Linked DNA regions of Sus scrofa: region 1 is linked to region 2. Evidence: chromatin contacts called from public Hi-C data. All regions are on one chromosome and are shown on one strand. The core of a region is the stretch at or near the end of the contact, and the rest is flanking DNA. Distances in the headings are between cores, read along the strand shown. Region 1 overlaps LOC106510390 (a long non-coding RNA gene). Region 2 overlaps LOC106510388 (a long non-coding RNA gene).

What was found. A called contact is a pair of places that touch in the nucleus more often than the background predicts.
Region 1: a Hi-C map of skeletal muscle shows a contact between it and region 2, with 3 times the contacts expected there. A contact is called at or near these places in 18 of 47 Hi-C or Micro-C datasets (blood, embryonic fibroblasts, epiblast stem cells and 11 more) and 1 of 2 datasets of targeted methods (skeletal muscle).

Annotation. Positions count from the first base shown.
Region 1 is chr5:77,376,166-77,380,750 of Sscrofa11.1, reverse strand. LOC106510390 (a long non-coding RNA gene) reads right to left here. Exons shown (of 13, transcript XR_002344176.1): 8 at 324-393. Among named protein-coding and RNA genes, the nearest start is that of SLC38A4, 110 kb to the left of the region's middle.
Region 2 is chr5:76,976,808-76,981,639 of Sscrofa11.1, reverse strand. All of the region lies in intron 2 of LOC106510388 (a long non-coding RNA gene), which reads right to left. Among named protein-coding and RNA genes, the nearest start is that of SLC38A1, 97 kb to the left of the region's middle.

The DNA.
Region 1 (4,585 bases), core at 16-2,515, 400 kb before region 2:
TACTGCTGACATTATGTGAAGACTCTTAGCAGGAAATGGTCAAATGTCTTTATGCCCTGGAAAGATAAATTCATGGCAGAGAGTGAGGGAGGGTTATTAACCCTCCAAACATTGAGGGGCTTTTTAAATCAGTGAAGTTCTGAGGTCCTGTTTAGGAAACCTCCTCCAAGGTGAAAGATAAGTTATTGTGCCTTATACCTCCTACTACTAAGAAAGGCACAGTCCTTAGGAGAACTTTTTGGAGACACCATAAACCATATTTGGAAATACAGCTCCAACTCTTTTATCAGGTGACTAGAGAGACTACCAGTTTTGAGTGGTACCTGGAGCAATCAAGGGCTCTGCAAAACATTCGGTCTGGAGCACAAGGTCTCTTGTCACTCAGGAAGACCCCTGTGGGACAGAAGTAAAATAAGAATGCTGTTGAAATTTCTGCCAAAGCCCAATGTTAAGTCTCAGCATAGACTCATTCAGAGTTCTGGAGCAAGTTCATGCTGTCTGCAAAAGATAACTGCTCTCCATTCAAAAAGCAGCTTCAGGCATGATGCTGGGTAGACACCCCTGGTCATGAGACATCAGATAGCTCTAAACCAGAGCATTCCAATAGTGATCTGGATGTTATCAGATTCCTAGAGCCATAGATTTGGATAGGCACAGAAGAAATCAATTGTTTGATGAGAGATATATTTGGGATCAGACCAAACAGGTTCAGGGGGCATAAGCATCAAATGTAAACAGATAGCTTCCTCCCACATGTCACCTACCCAGATACAGTAGTGTTTCTCCCTCAGCCCATACCTGTGGCCTTGTTGGAGGTTCCTTGAACCCAGAGAAGATGAAGAGGGAAATACTCAAGCCTAAGTCACAGATGAAGCAGATTAGTACATATGATGGTACAAGCAGAAAAAAGACTGGGGCTGCGGCATTAAAGTCTCACACACCGGTGACCTTTAAGGACAGGAAAAGCTCAGCATGTAGAGCTTTTAATGCTACATTTAGTCATTGACCTTGTGTGGAGGGAGAAATGTCCTGAGCTAAGGATAAATTCATGGGCAGTGAAAAATGACTTGGCTGGTGGGTCAGGAATCTGGAAGGAGCAAGATGAGGATACTGGAGAAAAGAAAACCTGGGGAAGAGGCATGTTAGACCATTAGGAGTAGCCACAATGGGTGCAGATTTTTTTTTTCTCATGTCAATATCTATTAAGTGCCTGTCCATCTCTGAGGAAGCACAGAACAATCTGTTGAACAGGGTGACTCACATAGTGGATATCAGCCAGCTTCTGTCCTGGGACACCCAAGTGCTTGCACAATGAGTTCATGAACAGAGTAACTATGGTGACAAGGATAATGACTATTTATAGGTCTTAACCACACAAACTTCTCATTAAAACTGATCTAGGTGCTGCTGTTGTTTAAATTCTCCCCTGGCAGCAGCAGAGACCAATGAGGAACCCCCATCAGAGAGACCAACAAGCCATGTGGAGGCAAGCTGAAGACATCAAATCTTTCCACTCTGGATAGGGCAGCAATTCTTTTTTGAGAGAGAATTTCTACATAATACATAATCTATATGGAAATGTTTGCCTTTTCTGACCACAGTACCTCTACCAGCACCATTATCTGAAGACTCACTGAGTGTCTGAGGTACCAAGAAAAGATCTAATATATTATCTCCCTACATCAATTTTATGGAGAAGAGGACAAAACAATGGACATGTGTCTACTGGTTCTATAATACAGCACATTACCTGGAAGCTGCTGGCCTAAGAGAACACTGACGTGGCCTCTGGCTTGCAGACAACACCTTTCTGTGTGGGGTGATAGTCATGTTTGATGATGTACTATCTATGTTGAGCCAAAGGTCGACATATGGTGCTATGTCCCTGATAGCTAGAAGACATAGGTCTAGAAATCAAGAGAAAATAACTTTTTTTTTTTTTTTCTTAACCGTCACTTCCAGGGATCCACTATGCTTCTGGTTACTGAAACACTACACCCTCATGGATTAGAGGTTCTGATTCCTAGAAGAGTGAGATGAGATGCCTCAATCAAAGCACACAGCAAAATTCCTACTAAATTTAAAATCACACTTACCATTTGGATAATTTGGGCTCATACTGGTAGATCAGTAGGAAGAAGAAAGGAGTTGATACACGAGTAAGAGTAATTGACTCCAATCACCATGAGAGACTAAGCTTGCTGCTATAGAAAAAGGGAATGACTCTTCACTGGGCCATCTTTTAGTTTGCTATTCATAGTGACATCCATAGCAGCCATGGCCTGACAAGGACACAGTAACTAAGGACTCAGACCCCTCGGAGATGAAGATCCAGATCACTCCATTGGGCTAGTTCCCTAGGCCGGCAAAAGTTCTGGCCAAAGGTGAGCAAATACAAAATGGTAGTAGGGGAGGGTGATAATAATTATCAATTACATCCTTGGAACAAACTTCAGTTTAGAGAATCAAATGAATTTAATGTAGAACACAAGCAAATATAGATCCCCTCAGCCCACCTTAAAGTCAGAGAGGCAGCTTCTTCACTAAAGAATTTCTGTACTGGTCATTGACTTCCTGTATCAAACATCTGCATCTCCTTGCTGCAGGAGCATCTTTCTGTGACTCCAGGAATATACTCTGCCCATGCACATGATAGGCTGAAACTGCCAGGGAATTCCTGATCCCAGGAGCACTTGTCAGCTGATTAGGTATGGGAGTTGCTGGATACCCACGCTTCCTTTGGCCTTTGGTGAGATAATTATAAGGTATGTTCTACACATTGGACTTGAACCCTGGCTGACCATGGTGGGAACTCACTTATTAACACACCTTTTAGGCTTTCCTCTTTTATCTGTCTCACTCCTTCACTGTGCTGCCTGGTATTACCTCTTGTGCCCAAATGCTTGCCTCAGGATCAAGTTTTGATGGAACCTAAGCTAAGATGGTACCAGGGTCAAATGAAATAACATAATTTGTAGAACTGGTGATTAGGATCAGAATAACTAGTACACTCTAGTTTGAAGTTTTACTGAAACTACCCTCAGATTTCAAGCGTGTTTATCTATAAAATATAAAATTAGAAGAAAAAGAACTGTCTTGGAGGTTCTGTTTGGGAGAATATGACAGACTACAAATTTAAAAAACAAAAACCAAAAATCTTTCCACAACAAAATCCTTGACAGGTTAGATAAAATATTAATAACCTCCTTTTAAATGCATAAATAAGTTCACAAGAAAATTAGAGAAATACACAGGAACCAGTAAAAGAAATCTAAAACTGAACAATAAGGAGGCAAAACTGGCCCTGGGTTGGTAAAACCTGAGAAACTGATAGGAGAAACAAATGCAAAACTTCTCTTGAAGAAGCCATTCTCAACAGTGGCCTTACAATCCTCACGGATAAAGCCTTGTCAAAAATGAGCTCACAAGCCCAACATTTTAAAACCACAAGGAAAAAAGCCATCATAAGGAAAAAGGCAGATCTTAAGAAAGTTCAGATAGTATCATTGTTTGATAAAGACTATAAAATATCTGTCTAAAAGAAATAAAACACAAATCAAAATCGAAGCATGCAAGAGTTCCTGTTGTGGTACAGCAGAAACGAATCCAACTAGCATCCATGAGGACATGGGTTTTATCCCTGGCCTTGCTCAATGGTTAAGGGATCTGGCATTGCCATGAGCTGTGGTGTAGGTTGCAGACATGGCTTGAGTCCTGTGTTGCTGTGGCTGTGCCATAGTCAGCAGCTGAAGCTCCAATTCTCCTAGCCTGGGAACTTCCATATACCACAGGTGTGGCCCCAAAAAAGACAAAAAAAAAAAAAAAAATGAAAGCATGCTACAAGATTCCATAACAACGTTAGACATTTAAAATAGAACTCCTAGAAATAAAAAAACTAGTAACAGATAAAATATTCAGAGAATGGATTAAAACAATAGACACAGCTGAAGAGACGATTAGTCAATTAGAATATAAATCTAAAGACATTTAAAAAGAAGTCATAAGAGAGATAAAAAGTTGAAAAATGCAAAAGAAAAAAATGAAACATAAAAGAGATATTCTCCAATAAAAGTTCTGAGAAGAGAGGCCAGAGGGATTGGACAAGAGGAAATATTACAAAATGTTTCCAGAATTGATAAAGAAAAAAGTCATCAGATTCAGAAGGCATCATGAATACCAAATAAAATAAATCCAAACTTAGGCCATTATATAAAATTCAAAGCAAAAGGATCAAAAAACCAATCTAAGGGGGGAAATTAGATTATTTATAACAACAACACCAAGGAAACTGTTCAAAGCAATAGCAGAAACTAGAATAGAGAGAGATTATTTTATTTAAACACTGGAGAATATAGATATTTATACTCCACCAAATTATTAATCAAGAACAAGACATTTTGGACAAGGAAAACTGACCTTACAACAAACAGGCCATCATTTCTAAATAAAGTATTTCAGGAAAAGAGGGAATGAACAGAAAAGGTAGGAATGAAATACTAAAAAGACAGATGAGCAAAGAAACTGGTAAACATTTAGGAAAAGATAAAAACCCTGGCCATACAAAACGTGATTATAACATGATGAT
Region 2 (4,832 bases), core at 1,635-4,134:
AGGATCCTGATGTATCACCTTAATAAATAGGTTCCTTCTTTCTGCTCAGAAATCAGGACAGGGTGGCCTTCAGAGCCGCTCAAGAGATTAAACTATGGAGCAGTGAAGTAAAAAGTACACCATATTCTTTCTAATTCTGTAATATCATGCCTTAGTCTTGGTTTTATAATCTACAGTAAGAAAACATCATCTATTTCTTCCATCTGGCTGGTAATTCTTTGGTCTTCTGCCACAATGATTTTCTATTCCTGTTTCTTTTGATTTGATGCTCACCAAATGTTTTTCATTGTGCTCTACCCTAAAATTCAATGTTATTCAACAAATACTTACTGTCTAGTGTGTGTAAAGTACTACTTTCTGGAAAAAAACAAAAAACAAAAAACCTCCATGTAGATATATCACTTCCCAACATACCTCTGACTTTTCACCACTTCACCTAGGTTCTCTTTTGAACCAGATATGCATCTCAATCTGCTCAAAGAAGAGAAGTGAATATACTTTTCTCTTCTTCTTTTTTTTTTTCTGTCTTTTTGTCTTTTGAGGGCCACACCTGCAGCATATGGAGGTTCCCAGGCTAGGGGTCTAACTGGAGCTGTAGCCGCCGGCCTACGCCAGAGCCACAGCAATGTGGGATCTGAGCCGTGTCTGCAAAGTACACCACAGCTCACGGCAGTGCTGAACCCACTGAGCAAGGCCAGGGACCGAACCCGCAACCTCATTGTTCCTAGTCGGATTCGTTTCTGCTGTGCCACGATGGGAACTCCACTTTTTTCTTTTTTTGTTAATCAGTTTTGCCTCTTAGGAAGCTCAGAAATTCTGACCAAAAAGGGATGGAATGTGTACCATCAATATGGCCACAATGCATGAGCAACTGCGTTATTTTTTTTTTAATTTGGGTATAAAATTATAAGGGTTGTCTACAATCAAAGCTTTCTTTAAATGTACTGACATATAACACATGTCATATATTATAAATGCAATTATAAATATATACACTTAATATATAATATAAATAATACATATTTTTATTGGCACACAGTTGATTTACAGTATTGTGCCACTTTCTGCTATATAGCAAAATGACCCAGGCATACATATATAATCATTCTTTTTCTCATCTCTTCCATCATGTTCTATCCCAAGAGACTGGATATAATTCTCTGTGCTATACAATAAGATTGCAGCATCCTTTCTGTGATACTGCTGCCAAAAATGCTTTACTTGAATCTAATCATGAGGAAACATCAGATAAACCCAAACTAGGAAATACTCTAAAAACTAATTGGCCCATAATCATCAAGAGTGTCAAGGTCATGAGAGTCGAGGAAAGACTGAGGAATACTCTTCCCAATTGAAGGCCACAACTAAATGCAACACACAATCTTGAATTGGTTCCTATAGTTATAAAAAACATTATTGGGACAAGAGGTAAAGTCAGTCCTAATTTAAACTTCTAAAAGTTTCTGAGAATTAGATGGAAGTAATAATGTACTGGTGTTAATTTCTTGATTTTGATGGATGTATTGTAGTTCTGCAGAAGAATATCCATGTTTGTAGGAATTACTTTCTTAAATATTTGTGAGTAAAGGGGCATCATGTTGGCAATTTAAGCCCAAATTGGAGGTGGTGGTGGAGTTATTTGTATTATTCTTGCAAAAAAAAAAAAAAAAGTAATATCTGATGTTGAATAAGTGACTCATTAAAGAGCCACATCATTGTTAATCAATGACATCTCTTAGAGGTACAGGATGTTAATAGCCATGCAATATGTTTTTGATCCTAGCCTATGGGCATGGTGATATCAAATAATCACCATTTACCAACATGGCTGGCCCCGTTGGTAGCCTACAAAACTGTCATTCCTTCTTCCCATTCTTTATTGCTAATAGAATCCAATTTCATTGAGATTTGGATATCTGGGTCCTTTCTACCTCCAGGAGGTGAATTTTTATTGATCTAAGCCAATCCTGGTTTAGGCATGAGCATGTGCTGTACATGGCTAAAAATACAAGATACATGAAAGCAGGTCTGCTGGGGTTGGGGTAGTGGTCCTTCAGGGAAAGATTTTCCTTACAAATAACTCAAGGAATGAAATGACTCTTCTTCTATTTAATGAGGCACACCTAGGTTATAGCAGTTGTCCTGCAATCAGGAGGAGATAAGCCTAAGTGATCTCGGAGAGACAGCAGTGAGTGATGGCTTGAAGTGAGATCTTAATTCTCTGCTCAGGAATTGAACCTGGGCAGGCCCAAGAAGCCTAGCCACTAGACAGGAGAGAGGCTGAAAGTAGAATTGCCCTGATTCTTGCTCCCTGTTGAAAGGAAGAATGTTTTAAGGAGGCGACGATTGTAAAAACAGGTATAAAGTTTATACCTGTACCGGTTTATACAGTATACCAGGTGGGAGAGCACACAGAGAAGTAGTCTGTTTATCTAAGGCAGAAGCAAAGTGGTAATACACACCCAACGGAGGCGCTCAGGTGAGGGGGTCCTCAGTGAGGAGTGTGCCAGAGAGGTGATTTAAATCACTTACATAGGACAGTTCTTCTGGGTCTTTGCTTTCCTTAGGCCAATTATCTTGTTTTGTTTCTCACACCTGACTGGACCCAGGGCCCTCTCTGATATGTGTGCACTTTGGGCAAGATGGGTTCCAGAGCAAAGTGTTCTGGGGTTATCGGGACTTAATATGGCTTGGGGTACCCTCCCTTTCTGACCCCTAGGAGTCTTTCTGTGCACGTGTAATTGGGGAGGTCTCCTTGATGCCAGAAGTGGATTGAAATGGTCATCTTATCTTTTTATTCCAGCAGAGCTCAGCTCCTGTCATTAACTTTCTCCTTGAGGTGTCACAGAGAAGCAAGGCCCAATTTACTCAGCCCAAGTCCCAGCTGTCCTCATTTTAAAATGGGCTTCTGCCAGGGACAATCTCCACACCAGAAACAACTCTCTGCCCAGACACAGAACTGCTGCAGATCTTCTGCGAGAAACATTGGTATTTCTCTAATTTAAGTAAATACATGGTAATGTTTTTCCCATTAAGCATCCACAGGTATTCAGAGAGACAAATACAGGTATTTAGGAATTATTTCAGATCGAAAGCTTTATAGAAAGAAAGGAATTTTCTTTTAAAAATAAAAATACATAAACACTTTTCTCTCCTTATGACTCTCACATCAAGGAGGCAAAATTGAAGAAAACAAATAACAACAAAACATTATCTAAAAAGCAGTACTGTTGGGACTTATGTAATGTGTGGTTTTAACAGTCTGCTTCCTTGAATTTGAATAATATTGCCATTTTAACCACCTTAAATTTTTGTACCTTTTCTATAGGTATTTTTTTTAATCTTCATTAATATAGCACTGTGGTTTGCAAAGATAAGAGCATTCTCTGCACATTTTGCTTTTCAAATATAAAGAATGATGATGCACATTTTTATGTTACTACCTGCCATAAATAAATATACCACTATCTTTTTGCTAAGCACGTTGCTGATTAATCACTATAGATTAAAATAATCCCAAATTGAAAGCAGTAGCTTTTTAAAGATTAAGAGAAATTGTATCTGTATGGCATTGTTGCTTTAACAGCTCAATTTGCAAATAAAAGAGCAATTATAATCATTTATCTCTAAAAAAGAAACAGATTTATAGAAATGTTTTCTTTCATGAAAACAGCACCACCATCTGGAATCCTATAGTTTGTGCAATGAAAAAATTAAATGACAAGGTTTTGTTGTTTTTCTTTTAGCTGGTAGAAATTTGTCTTTTCCTAAGAGGTTTTACAGGTGAAAATAAGGCAGAAATTGCATTTCTAAATAGCTTAATAACAAAACGTGATTTCTGCCTTATTTTCACCTGTAAAACCTCTCAGGAAAAGACAAATTTCTTCCCCACCACCAAAAAGGATCCGTACCATTTGTGTCCTACTGAAATCAACTAATTTTAATGGTATCAGACTCTCACATGATTTCTTTTACAGCTAATGTTATCATGCAATTACTATTACAACAGGAATTAATTTTATACTTCCTCCTGACTATATGTTTCCTCTGCAATAGAAAAGTATTTTTTTCTTTAAACTAATGTTAAAGAAGTTTAGTGTCCCAATTTCTTACTTTATTTTTTCAAGAATAGAGGTTAAAGGAGCATATGATGAAAAAAAAAATGGACCCAGTCCTCGAAAATTGAAAAATTTGTAAAGGAATTTTAAGCACTATGCAAATGTACAGAATTATTGTTATCATCACTACATAAATTTAAGGGACCATTAATAGTATGGCATTTATAGGTAAACACATGTGGATCAAATACATCTGTTTAATGGTTTTACTCAACACTATATAAAATTATGCAAGCTTTAAGTTCTTCAAAAATGAAAAACACTATATAATGTTGTTAAAAATTTCTGCTATTCTCATGAATGGAACAAAGCAATTGATTCAAGCGGCAAAAATCACATTCAACACTCTAAACAATCATTTTCTTGTATTGTTGTATTAGGATGTTTAATGAATGGCTTAATTGATTAAGCCTTAAAACTGAACACTCCAATGTTCCATTCATTTGCCAAAATCAGTCTCATCCTGTACTGAGCCATGTGCATCCTCTAAAATAGAGCCAAGAACAATTGTGTTTCCTGGAAAACAAAGGCAAAGATTCTCCAGCTATGTCAAATGAACACCACAGATAAACATGCTTTTATATCTATTTTTTCCCAATCTCACTCTTGCATTTCAGTTCTCTAGTCTGTGAATATGTTACCAATGAGTTCATTTGGTAACTCTTTCCTCCCTCACCACTGTCATTCTAAGGACACCTAACCTAGTGCCTAACA